Linked DNA regions of Mus musculus: all the other regions are linked to region 4. The links are chromatin contacts, called in public HiChIP or PLAC-seq and promoter capture Hi-C maps. All regions are on one chromosome and are shown on one strand. The core of a region is the stretch at or near the end of the contact, and the rest is flanking DNA. Distances in the headings are between cores, read along the strand shown.

Region 1 (2,700 bases), core at 166-2,665, 1.7 Mb before region 4:
GATTTCCAACTCCCTTTGCAGTGCCATGCAAAGTCTTGGCTTTTGTAGGAGCATATATAGAAATTGTGCTAGCGAACAATAAACTCATCTTTAGCAATAAGTCATGGGGTAAATAATGTACTGACTATAGTACTAGGGGGATGGCCAGTATTTTCAAAGTACTTGTGTTGAATCCACGGGGTTGAGTATAAACCCAAGCCTCCCTGCACAGTGCATGATGGATCCTCACGATGGTCAAGGCATATTTGGATGTTTCAGTTAGTGTGTGTGAGTTTTAAAAGGGGAAAAGGTTGACCCCACTAAATGTTTCAATTTCCTTTTGTGATGTCCCTTTCCCCTGGAATGGTTGTGTTTGATGTCATAAATACCTCAGGTTATTTTATATCAACAGCCAGCCCTCTTCTACTGTTCCATGTATGGACTGTCTGTCTTTGTCCCATGTGCCCAATGAGTTCTACAGGAGGATCTCTGCACGAGGATTTTGGACAACCTCAAATGATATAGTAGTTATAGTTATTCTACCTTAGTATAAAAACCCAGGCTTGGATTAGGGGCTGCCTCCTCAGACCCAGGCTGCTCCTGTCTCCACTCCTCATCAACTGGCCACAGTCCTCATTCAAGACAGCTTCCTTGGTCATGTGATCATAGACAGGAAGTGATCAAGGACTTGGTCATGTGATCATAGAGAGGAAGTGATCAAGGACTTGGTCATGTGATCATAGAGAGGAAGTGATCAAGGACTGATGAACTTTTTCTTAATGGTCTCTGAAGATTCTAAGGAATTCCCTTGCGTCTTCTGTATAGAACTTATCAACACTGCATATAATGTAAACATGTATTACTTATATAATACATATGTACACATGTATAATATGTTATATAAAATATATAATACAGATATATATATCTAATACATATTAAATATAGAGATAGATCTATATATTTCCTTATTTCCTCCAATAATCTCTTGGAAATTGTACAAATTACATTTTAGTTAAGCCGCTGCAGCCTGTCTCATACTTCAGTCAAAGCTTTCTTGTAGTTTTTTCACATTTTTCATTTTTTTTTAACCCAAATTATATCTTAGTTTTGCAAGGCCTGGGACAGTGTGTTCTTTGCCTCTGCGGTTCTGGCAACTGGAGATGTGTAGGAGCCAATGACTCTCAGAGAAAAGCAGGAGTAAATGAGCAGGTGAATTCACTTGCTTTCTGAGCACAGCTGCTTTAGTTTTTCACGTTGCTGTGTACTCTCCATTAAATATTAAGCTCTAGTTGTTCTATCAGAGAATACTTACTTCTTCAAAACAATTTTGAAATGTGTTAATTTTTCATCATTGTAACAAAACACTGGAGCTGCATCAACTACAACCACGAAGCTGACTGAAAGAGGAAGCAGCCAAGGGCCCAATAACTCTTTCAAAAGTGTACTGCCACTGACTTAATACCTCACTTTTGAACATTGGAAAACTTCCCAATAGTGCCTCAGGCTGGGTCGAAGGCATGTTTATTTCATGGGCAGTTAAGATCTAAGTGCTAACATTCTGTTCCTGTCCCTAAAGGCTCATGTCTGGGTCACAATACATATATATGACATGTGGTCCATCCTTGAGTTTCCCCAAATCTTAACAGTTCCTCCACAGATCAAAAGCCCTTGTTCTACTCCCCTGAGTCTCAAGGAGAACTCAGCTGTGACTCTTCATAAAGAAGAAAAAAAGGGAATTTATATCCTTACAAGATAAAATTGACAGTGTTTGTTCTCAAAGGAAGAAAAATGGGGAAATAATGAAAAGCTAACCCAAAGCAAGATTTAAATCCAATAGGGCAAACATTGAGCCCTATATCTCCATGCCCAGCATATGGGATTCATGGTGCTTTAATGTGGGCTCCAAAGGCATGGACAGTTTACCCCTATAATTCTACAGGATGCCTCCCTCAGAGATGGCATTCTTGGCCTGGCTCTGTTCACTGCCCATGCTTTTCCTGGTGGGCATTTCAAGTTCCTGTCACCTCTAACTCCCAGAGGTGTCCACTGTACCTTTGACCTCATTTACTGAGCTTTATAAGTCTTCATAAAGACCTCAGTGGACACATGGAAGAGTGCACATTGCCCTCCCAGGCTTTCCTTTGAGTTCCCAGTGGAACCCTGACTCATTTTTTTTTTTGCCATTGTGATACAATATTAAATAAATGAATTAAATTTATTCATTAATTACATGGCAATAAATTGAAGTTTTAAAATTCACATGGTCAGTTTATTGTAGGGCCACTAGAAGTCCCAGCTACTTTTTACGAATTACAATACTAATTTGTAGGAGGCATGCATTTGCTTGTGGTCACAGGCAGCACAGGTGCACAAAGAGCATCAGGAACGTTCAACAAAAGGGCTTGTCTCTTCAAAGAGAGATGTATAACCCCTTTTCCTTTCAGAAGGCTGGGAACCAGACAAGTAATAGCCTGCTGTCCTCTGCACTGTCTGTATGGCCAGGGCACACTGGCTCCCCAGACCTTATCTTGGCCCTGTTAATCTCAATCTGTAGTTATCTCCTTTTCCAGACTCTCATCATATACTTTGTTTACATTGAATCTCTTTTCTTAGTTCATCTATAGAACCCACGTTTATGGCAAATATCACTTGTACTTTACAAGGGTTTTTGATGCAGGGAAGCCTAAAGCTTTGCTGTGTACACAAGACTGAGTTAAA
Region 2 (2,700 bases), core at 28-2,527, 1.8 Mb before region 4:
CTTCTAAGTATGATTTAATAATTTCAATATTTTTAAATAAAAGAGCAAAGGGGGACAGAATATGCTGGTGCCTGCTTATAACCCAGCTACTGAGGAAACAGTGATAGGAAGGTCACAGGTTTGAGGCCAGTAGACAACTTAGGAAGATACTGTCTCCCACTGAATTAAACCAAGTCTACAGAGTAGCTCAGTTTTATGCTGTTCCTTCCAGAGGAAAACCCTAGGTTTAATCTCAGTCACAAATCCCAGAATTTCATACCTAAGGGGAAACGAAACATTAGGATTTACTTCCGATGTCCTTGATAAAACAAAGGGTGAAACCAATACCTGACTCTGACATGCCTCCTCCAAGATCTTGCAGATTCAAGATGCAGAGATTCGAACAAATACCCGAGTTAATTTGCCTCCTTGGAAATCTTTCCTTTAAAGTTAAGACTTCAAAACGGACAAAAAACGAAATGGTCATTTTTATTACCCTAAATTTCCAAATCCCATCGCAGGTGACAGTCCACATGGACAACAACAAGCTGGCCTGATTTGGCCTTTCTGAGAAAGGAAAAGGAAACAATGTTGCTTTAAGGTATTCACCATCTCTTCTTTCCATGCTGTCTCTAATTGGAAGGCTCACATTCTCTCCTTGCAAAATGCTAAGCCAGCAATACAGTGTTAGAGAATCAGACCCCCGTGTGTATGCTGGTTCCATTTTTCAAATGTTACATTCGTGTAGACAAGTTGTGCAAAGTGCAGTTACCTCTCACTGTAAGCTATGGGAAGATTCCCTCCCTTCACTCAGCCTTGCTCATGCCTAGGAAAAGTGCCTCATCTCACGATTTTCTCCAGAGCTCTGCTCTGCTTGGATTCGGGGAGACAGAAGCAAGTACCTGAGTGCCTGGGCTCTGCACGTCTGGTGACAGTGGAGGTTCCAGAATACAGGCTTATGGTGGTATCATCATCATCGAGCATGTCCCTTGTGCTGCTGTATTTGGCCTGCATCCTGATTCCTGCAGAGATGCCGGTGAGATGTGCTCAGATTGCTCGAGAGGCCGCCTGTCTACCCTCAGATACCTCAGGAAACCAGGCACTGAGAGGCATTCTTAATAGTCTTTCCCTGCAAGCAGCAAGGGAAGCCTCTGACTCCAGTTCCTGCATGGAGAGACCCGGCCCCTCCCCTCTGAGCCTGTATTCAGAATGCCAAGTTAGTCTGGCTGAGGGGAAATCGCGTGTTTCTGGCTGGGCGGTCTGTGAACAGTTATTAAAATATCCGCCTTTTACAGACCCTGTGTGTATCTGCTTACAAATCTTTCAGAGTTGCAAGGTGGGGATGTGATGACCCCTCCTAGTAGCACTGAAGGTCCTCTGAGTCTAAAGCATAATCAGAACTGGAATTTTTTTTTCCCCAGTATGCATCACAATCTGATTACTCACCTGTACCTTTGGGGAAGGAGGAGAGACTCTTCCTGTCTCCAAAGGCAGAGAGCAACGCATTATTCACTGGGTGTCCCGAAGCAGACCCCCTGAGAGCATCCCAATCGATTTTAGTTTTTTATTTTACTCAAAAAGAAAGTGAAAGCTATTTAGGTGAAGTGATTTCTTTGGAGGTCACATAGCTGGCTAGGGTACGATTAGCTCTGAAAGGTCACCCCTGTTGTCCACTTCATATCCTTTCTTCTTACAGTATTCGGACTTGGTTTAACATTTTATAGCGCACCAGGCACACTGTGATCACAAGCAATCCCATGCTTTATTAGCAGTCCCGATTTACAGCGCTGTTATTAACTACTATGCTGGGAAGACAACTAGCTGTGTGTTCCTATAGTTGTAAGATAAGAAATGAGAAAATTGTCTCGGTCTATGTCCAGCCTTACTCCTGAAGCAGAACAGTATAATCTATTATTTGTCATGTTTATGTGAGTGCGTTGGAATAACTGAATACCTGAGACCAGATCATTCATACAAAATGAAAAAAATGTTTCTCATATTTCTGACTCAAGATCAAAGTGTTGACAAATTCATTGTTGAGGGGAGGGATGCATTCTCTAAGAGAGATACTGTACCATCATATAGTGGAAAGTGTGCGGTCAGGCCAGTAAATCAATCTATCTATCTATCATCTATCTATCTATCTATCTATCTATCTATCTATCTATCTATCTATCTATCTATCTATCACATACATATCTAGTTTACACAACTTACACACAGACACATACATATACATGTATACACACATATATGTATATATGTATGTATATATATAGGTATATATGTATATATATGTACATATGTATATATATATACATACACATATATATATATGTACACACACACACACACACACACACACACACGAGTTATTGTACTCTCATCACTCTACCAAAGCTGTTCTATATAGGTAATGCCTGGATAAAATAAGCACACTAAATACCACCTAGGGTAGAAACAGAGTTAGAGCAGCCAGAGCCTATAAAAGACCACCAGAAACTACAGACTGTGAATTTTCTTTGTTTCAAGCTGAAAGTTATTCATCTAATTATTATAATTTTAAGATGAGGAATAACAAAAACCATTTATTGAATAATGACTGGTTGAAAAGTTGGAGATAAAAATGTTTCTTTTTGCTTTGGGTTAGGCATTGAAGGTCAAGGTATGTAAGGCACAGAGTGTAATGACATATTAAGAAGATATAAATGTTAAAACTTA
Region 3 (2,700 bases), core at 11-2,510, 1.9 Mb before region 4:
TCCGTTTCCATTTGTCCCTAATGACCCCACCAGCTACTCCTTATGTCTCAGGAAGCTAAACACAAATGAATACATTTTCCGGGCAAACTGAGCCTCTGAGACACATGGGTTATGGTCAGAAGTATAATTCAGATCCCTTATGTGTCTTAGATTGATAAAACTTGATGATCTGTATACCAGCCCTTCGCTGTAGTGAGGCAGACCACGAAGTCCCAGTGAACATTCTCCTTACTGTTTTAGGCCATAGGGTGACAGCAGCCCTGTAGTACATATGTCAACATTGATCCCCTTCTTTCTTTCCTATTAACCTTTTCCAAAACTGTAGTCCTATTAGTAAGTTCCCTTATATCACCTCCTGAATGTGCCATTTGTGATGAAGAACGATTGATCCAGTGAGACTCTAAAAATAAATAAATAAATAAATAAAAGAACACAATTGAGAAATGACCTTTGGACATAAGGACAAGTAGCCTAGAAATAAATGGTGTCTAAGAGATCAGAGTTCTCAGTACAAATGCTGTAGTCACAGGATGTGCTGAAACTGGTCATCCATCCATTAAATAATTGATTCCTCCTGCAAGAGCAAAGTTACCTCTGGACAATGCTGCCAGGAAAACCCAACCTTCATGTCCAATATGGAAATGCAATGGATAGAGATGGCTGTGATTCCCAACACTCCCAGATTATGGCTTTCAAGAAGCAAGTGTGGGTTCTTCACCTTCTCTTTCCCTTTCCCATCATGGCTCCAATATTCCAGAAGATGAAAGAAACCCAGGCCCCTTTTGGGAGAACTAGTATCTCTGGGTACAAACTATGAGGGAGATCTAAATGTTGCCAGTGTTGACTGGTATTTTGAAGTTTACTTATAATAACAGTCAGTATTACCCTAATCAGCAGACTGATTGGAAATAAATTTAGGGATGAAATCTCTCCTAAGCTTTCTTGTTTGGAAATCCAAAAGCTATGTACAAGTTGATTTGTCTAGATTTAATGGCCTTTATCTTTATTCGCTGCATCATCTTTTTGCTTCATAGTTTATAGCAAATAGAAGTCCATACTGTGCAGCTTACCTCCAGCATCTGATACTATGTGGAAAGCAGAGCAACAGTTTAATTTGGTAGTAGCTATTTTGAGCTCAATAATTCTCATTTCTTCATTATTGAGTTATGTTTCAGTATAAGCTTCAAAAGTTCCACTTTCTGGATGATGAACATCCTTTAATCCCTGTTGCATTTTACCACTGTGAAAAAGTAGCCAGTTCCATTTCTTGTACCAACCTACTCCTAACTACAACCGAAGTTCTTTGTGCCAGGCTCCTATGTAGACTGCTTCACCACTCCAAGCACCTTCAGCATGCATGCGGAAGAAATATATACCTCTCTTCAGTGGGACATTCCTACCTCAGAGGCCTCTCAGAAGTGCCAATCCCCTAGCAAATGTTCAGGTAATAAATTTAGAATGCTTAGTTGAAAACTATAATTTTTTTCTGTTTGTATACTGTGATAAAACCAAGTGTTTCTCCTAATCTGAGATAACCTCTTTAGCATATTCTAGTGTGCCTGACACATTCGTCAGCATGGAGGAGTAAGTGAAGGGCACTCAGATCAGGAAATGAGATATATTCTCTCAATTTGCAAAAAGTAAAAGAAATCATACCACTTAAATTATTTTAGCTTTTACTTAAAACAGGCAGCAAATTATCTGAAAAATAGTAAGAAATGTTGAAAAACTAGGAAAAAATGTCTTCAGCTGATGCAGTTATGTTTTTAGTATTTGATAATTGTTTCTACATCTTATGCTACCTTTTATTTTTACAACTCTACAGTGCAAAAAGATTTGCAAATATATGTTTTTGTGTATTTTTATTGTCACTTCTTTAATTCATCAACTAGGTGTCATACATAACCTCATACAACAAATAATTAGGTGGGCTTAAAAAGCATTTTATTATATTTTCCCAAGTAGTTTCATTAATTAGTCTTTAGTATCGACTTGTTACAAATTAACTAAGTGAAGCTAACTTTCCTAAATCAGATCTCTAATATAGTATTAGCTTCAGAATATCTTTTGTCACATAAAACACCATTTCAAGGTTTCAGGGATGACCCAGAGTCATCTCAGGCAAGACATTATCAGGCCTATTAAAATATGTAAGGACAATTTTTTATTAGTATGAATAATGTAATAAGCCAAATAACTCACTTTTCTTCCTGGACGAATTGTATAATTAGCCGGAAATGTTTGTTCATTTTTCTAAATTACTCATTAAAATTAAAAATACTTCAATGAATCATGTTCAAGAGATGCTGAAAACAGGTAAGAGAGTCTTCATGTTAAGAATAGAAGGTTTTCTGGTTGGTATGAATGAGATTATTGAAAAATACTAGATAGGTAGACAGACAGATAGACAGATGGAATTAATTTTTAAAATCACAATAGTGTACATTAGGATTGAAGAGAGGTGTTATTAAGTCTATTGTATTTGGTATTTTCCAAGTCAGATATAGCCCATGCTATAAGGTTCATCTGAGAGAATTTAAGCAAAGATTTTCTTAGAGTTTCAAATCTTTGCATTTCTCCAGTAGGAAGGCCCAATCCTTCCACTTATCCTGACATTATTACACCTTGAAAATACTTTCTCTAACTCATGTCATTGCCTGATTTCACATTCAGGAGCATGGTGTGTTGTGACGATGATTT
Region 4 (2,700 bases), core at 81-2,580:
TACTAAAATGCTTTAAGATTCTGCTAGCTTGTTGGGACCAAAAACAGAGGGACAGGGGCTCAGTCCAGCAGTATCAATATTTTTTTACAATAACCAATTTGAAAGCACTCAGATTGGCATTCATAATATATCAAGAACAGACCTGCAATTCCTCTCTCCAGCTCTCCTTGGTCTATAGAAGTATGCCCCTTACTCAACAGCAGGTACACTCTGCTCTGGGTCAAGAAGCCTTGTTTTGTGGGAAAAGCTTGTTTGTCATTCCCCCAGTCCTTGGTTGTGACTGGGACCACACAACACTTCCCCTCTTCACCCAGAGCATCAGCGGCTACCCCTGTGGCCATTTGCTTCTTGCTGAAAGTATGAAGTTTGTATTGATTGTCCCCTTGAAAGAGTTCTGACAGCTGGTGGCTAGGAAGGAGATTTTCAGACTCATTTAGACAAGGCTGGCCGACTGCCTAGGAGGTGGCACAAAAAGAGCTTCTAGGAGCATTTCCACTGACTCCCTTACCTTTGGCCATCATCCACTAGTGAAGAACTGTATTTCAAACCTGACACATACCACATTCCTGTGTTCAGACACGGGGCTCCTCCCCTATAAAGCAGCTTTAACACATACCATGAATGAACGAGTAGGCCAAAGAGGTCACCTAAAGATTCCATGCATCCTCTGGAGTATCACTTGATAATTCTGTTAACACTCCCGGAGCACAGGTTCTCTGCTCTAAGTTTCCGATTCCTATATGTTCAACTTTTCAGGAGTGGCAGAATTCGCTTTTCTGAATTACTTTACAGCATTTTTTTCCCTCTCACAAACATAACCCATGTCTGCTCTCACAAATACAGCACAAGCCTGCTACAAAAGCAAAGTCTTCCAATGTTGGAATGAAACCCTTCAAGCCCTTCTGGGAGTCTGGGGCATGGTGACACGCCTGTCATCCCAGCATCCCAGAGGCTGAAGCAGGAGGATCGTGAGTTCGAGGGCGGCTTGGACTACACAACAAGGCCCTTTCTCAAAACTAAACAAGTAAATTGAAATAAAGAAGAAAGGAAACACACACACACACACACACACACACACACACACACACACACACACACACACGCTGAAACCCGCTCCCTGGGCGGCTCGCCCTCCCTCGCAGCCCCTCCGCCGCTCACCGTCCGGCCGAAACTCGAACTCCAAAAACTCGTGCCCAAACTTGCCCTTATGCCCGACGTAGTAGCGAAGGTAGAAATCACTACCCATAGACATTTTTACCCTCGGTAAAGCCCGCTATACCGCGGGGCCAACGTGCCGCCGGCGCGAGGTAGTGACGTCACGGGCGCAGGCAAAGCGCGTCACCAAGGGCGCGTTTACTCCGGTAGGGAACGAAATCCCGGAAAACTGAAGAGGAAGCAAGAGACCCCCAAGAGAACTGAAGGTTCGCATTGGAGCCACCACGATCTCGAGCGCTTTTTTTTTTTTTTTTTTCTTTTTTTGGAAAAGATTTTCATGTCTTCGATTTTTACGTTTTAACTCTGTGACGATGTTATACACGTACATGATGAATTTTAGTCGCTCCCACCATGTTATCTTCTCTCATCCCTTCTCCGCTGAACCAGTCTTACCAATAAGCCCTCCTGTACGTTTACGCCTTGTTTTTGTCTGGGTTGAGGGGAGGCTCACCGAGTTTAATAAGGGTGGCTTGCATGAGCGCGTTGGTGGATACAAAGTCCCGGATTTCATTTTGGCATTCTATATTTTGGTTGAGCCACACTCCACCTCTTCCTCATCTACTGCCCCCAACCCTTGGGCCCAAATTATTCCCGCTGCACTTTCTTGTTAAATGTATCCTGTTACACTTCCCACTCTATTTCTTTAACCTACACTCAGTATCCTCTCTGGTTTAATAACCTACACTCACTAGCACATAAATACACTCATACAAAAGCTAAAATTCTATACAAGATTTGTCTTAATACTTCATCATTACCTCACTATAATAATTGCCAGATTTGTCCGTTTTCCTGTATATTTTATCTTAGCAAAGAAATAGCTAGGGATTTTGTTTCTTTGTTTTCTTCTCGTTTGTTTAAATGGGCTTGGAAGGAACAGATGTAAAACCACTTTTACTTTCGAGTTGCCCTATGCTATAGGTGTGTCTTTTTCTGAGTTTTGAACTAAGGTTTACAAGCTGTACTTATTGTGGGTATCTCTGATCTCGAAGCACATTGTAAAGTGGGGTGTGACTCTACTTCCTGAAACTGGTGAACTGAGAAAAGATACATTCCGGTGGCAACCAGAACACAATCTACCAGAGTCCCTTTTGGTAATACTTCAAAATTTCCAGTAGCTAACAGCCCAGACGGAGACACAGAGTAAAATGAATCTGTCTGGTGGGAGTTTGATGTTTAAATAGCACATGAAACTGAAAAGTCCAGATAGTCATCATAGAAGAGTTTTTCATAGTATACTACAACTCATGAGTCACTAAGGGTTAATGGTTAGTACCCTATATATTTGCAGGGCTAGGTCACAGTTCTCAACAGTTTGAGTTGGAAAAATACGGAACATCCAAGTGTAGTCTTGAAGAGCACAAAATGACAGTGAACTGCACCCAGTTCCCTCGTTCCAATTCCTGATCACCTTTCTTTTAGCACCACTGAGTAATCCTATCGGTGACTGATGGCCTTCTGTCACAATCCTAAGAAAAAGAGTCC

Evidence for each region. Promoter capture Hi-C pulls out the DNA fragments that hold promoters and counts their contacts. HiChIP or PLAC-seq counts read pairs in DNA pulled down with a chosen protein or histone mark.
Region 1: a contact with region 4 is called in an H3K27ac HiChIP or PLAC-seq map of acute myeloid leukemia, with 22 times the contacts expected there. The contact joins the enhancer-like site here to the promoter of Magohb in region 4. A contact is called at or near these places in 8 of 39 promoter capture datasets (the C10 cell line, the HPC-7 cell line, cranial neural crest and 5 more), 1 of 15 datasets of contacts at CTCF or cohesin (large pre-B cells), 5 of 484 Hi-C or Micro-C datasets (cortical neurons, muscle stem cells, uterus and 1 more), 6 of 115 datasets of contacts at active chromatin or transcription factors (acute myeloid leukemia, embryonic forebrain, embryonic limb bud and 3 more) and 2 of 9 other capture datasets (adipose tissue and liver).
Region 2: a contact with region 4 is called in a promoter capture Hi-C map of embryonic stem cells, with 5 times the contacts expected there. The contact joins the promoter of Clec1a here to the promoter of Magohb in region 4. A contact is called at or near these places in 3 of 39 promoter capture datasets (cranial neural crest, embryonic stem cells and hematopoietic stem and progenitor cells) and 1 of 115 datasets of contacts at active chromatin or transcription factors (pro-B cells).
Region 3: a promoter capture Hi-C map of pre-B cells shows a contact between it and region 4. The contact joins the promoter of Clec9a here to the promoter of Magohb in region 4. A contact is called at or near these places in 14 of 39 promoter capture datasets (the 3T3-L1 cell line, 3T3-L1-derived adipocytes, the C10 cell line and 9 more), 1 of 484 Hi-C or Micro-C datasets (B cells), 2 of 115 datasets of contacts at active chromatin or transcription factors (acute myeloid leukemia and astrocytes) and 4 of 9 other capture datasets (adipose tissue, embryonic stem cells, liver and 1 more).

Annotation. Positions count from the first base shown.
Region 1 is chr6:129,546,811-129,549,510 of GRCm38.p6, forward strand. No RefSeq gene overlaps it. Among named protein-coding and RNA genes, the nearest start is that of 1700101I11Rik, 15 kb to the left of the region's middle. Within about 2 kb of position 1,416, at least 16 of the 459 cell types and tissues checked have an H3K27ac peak or open chromatin away from gene starts, as enhancers often do. A contact at or near this core is called in the HPC-7 cell line, acute myeloid leukemia, adipose tissue and 2 more, where this site is marked.
Region 2 is chr6:129,450,723-129,453,422 of GRCm38.p6, forward strand. Clec1a (C-type lectin domain family 1, member a) reads right to left here and starts at 1,278. Exons shown (of 6, transcript NM_175526.3): 1 at 882-1,278. The coding sequence starts at 993.
Region 3 is chr6:129,407,602-129,410,301 of GRCm38.p6, forward strand. Clec9a (C-type lectin domain family 9, member a) reads left to right here and starts at 1,261. Exons shown (of 7, transcript NM_001205363.1): 1 at 1,261-1,444; 2 at 2,674-2,700. The coding sequence starts at 1,354. It also overlaps a transcript of Clec12b not described here.
Region 4 is chr6:131,291,914-131,294,613 of GRCm38.p6, forward strand. It overlaps Magohb (mago homolog B, exon junction complex core component), which reads right to left and starts at 1,331. Exons shown (of 5, transcript NM_025564.2): 1 at 1,159-1,331. The coding sequence starts at 1,252.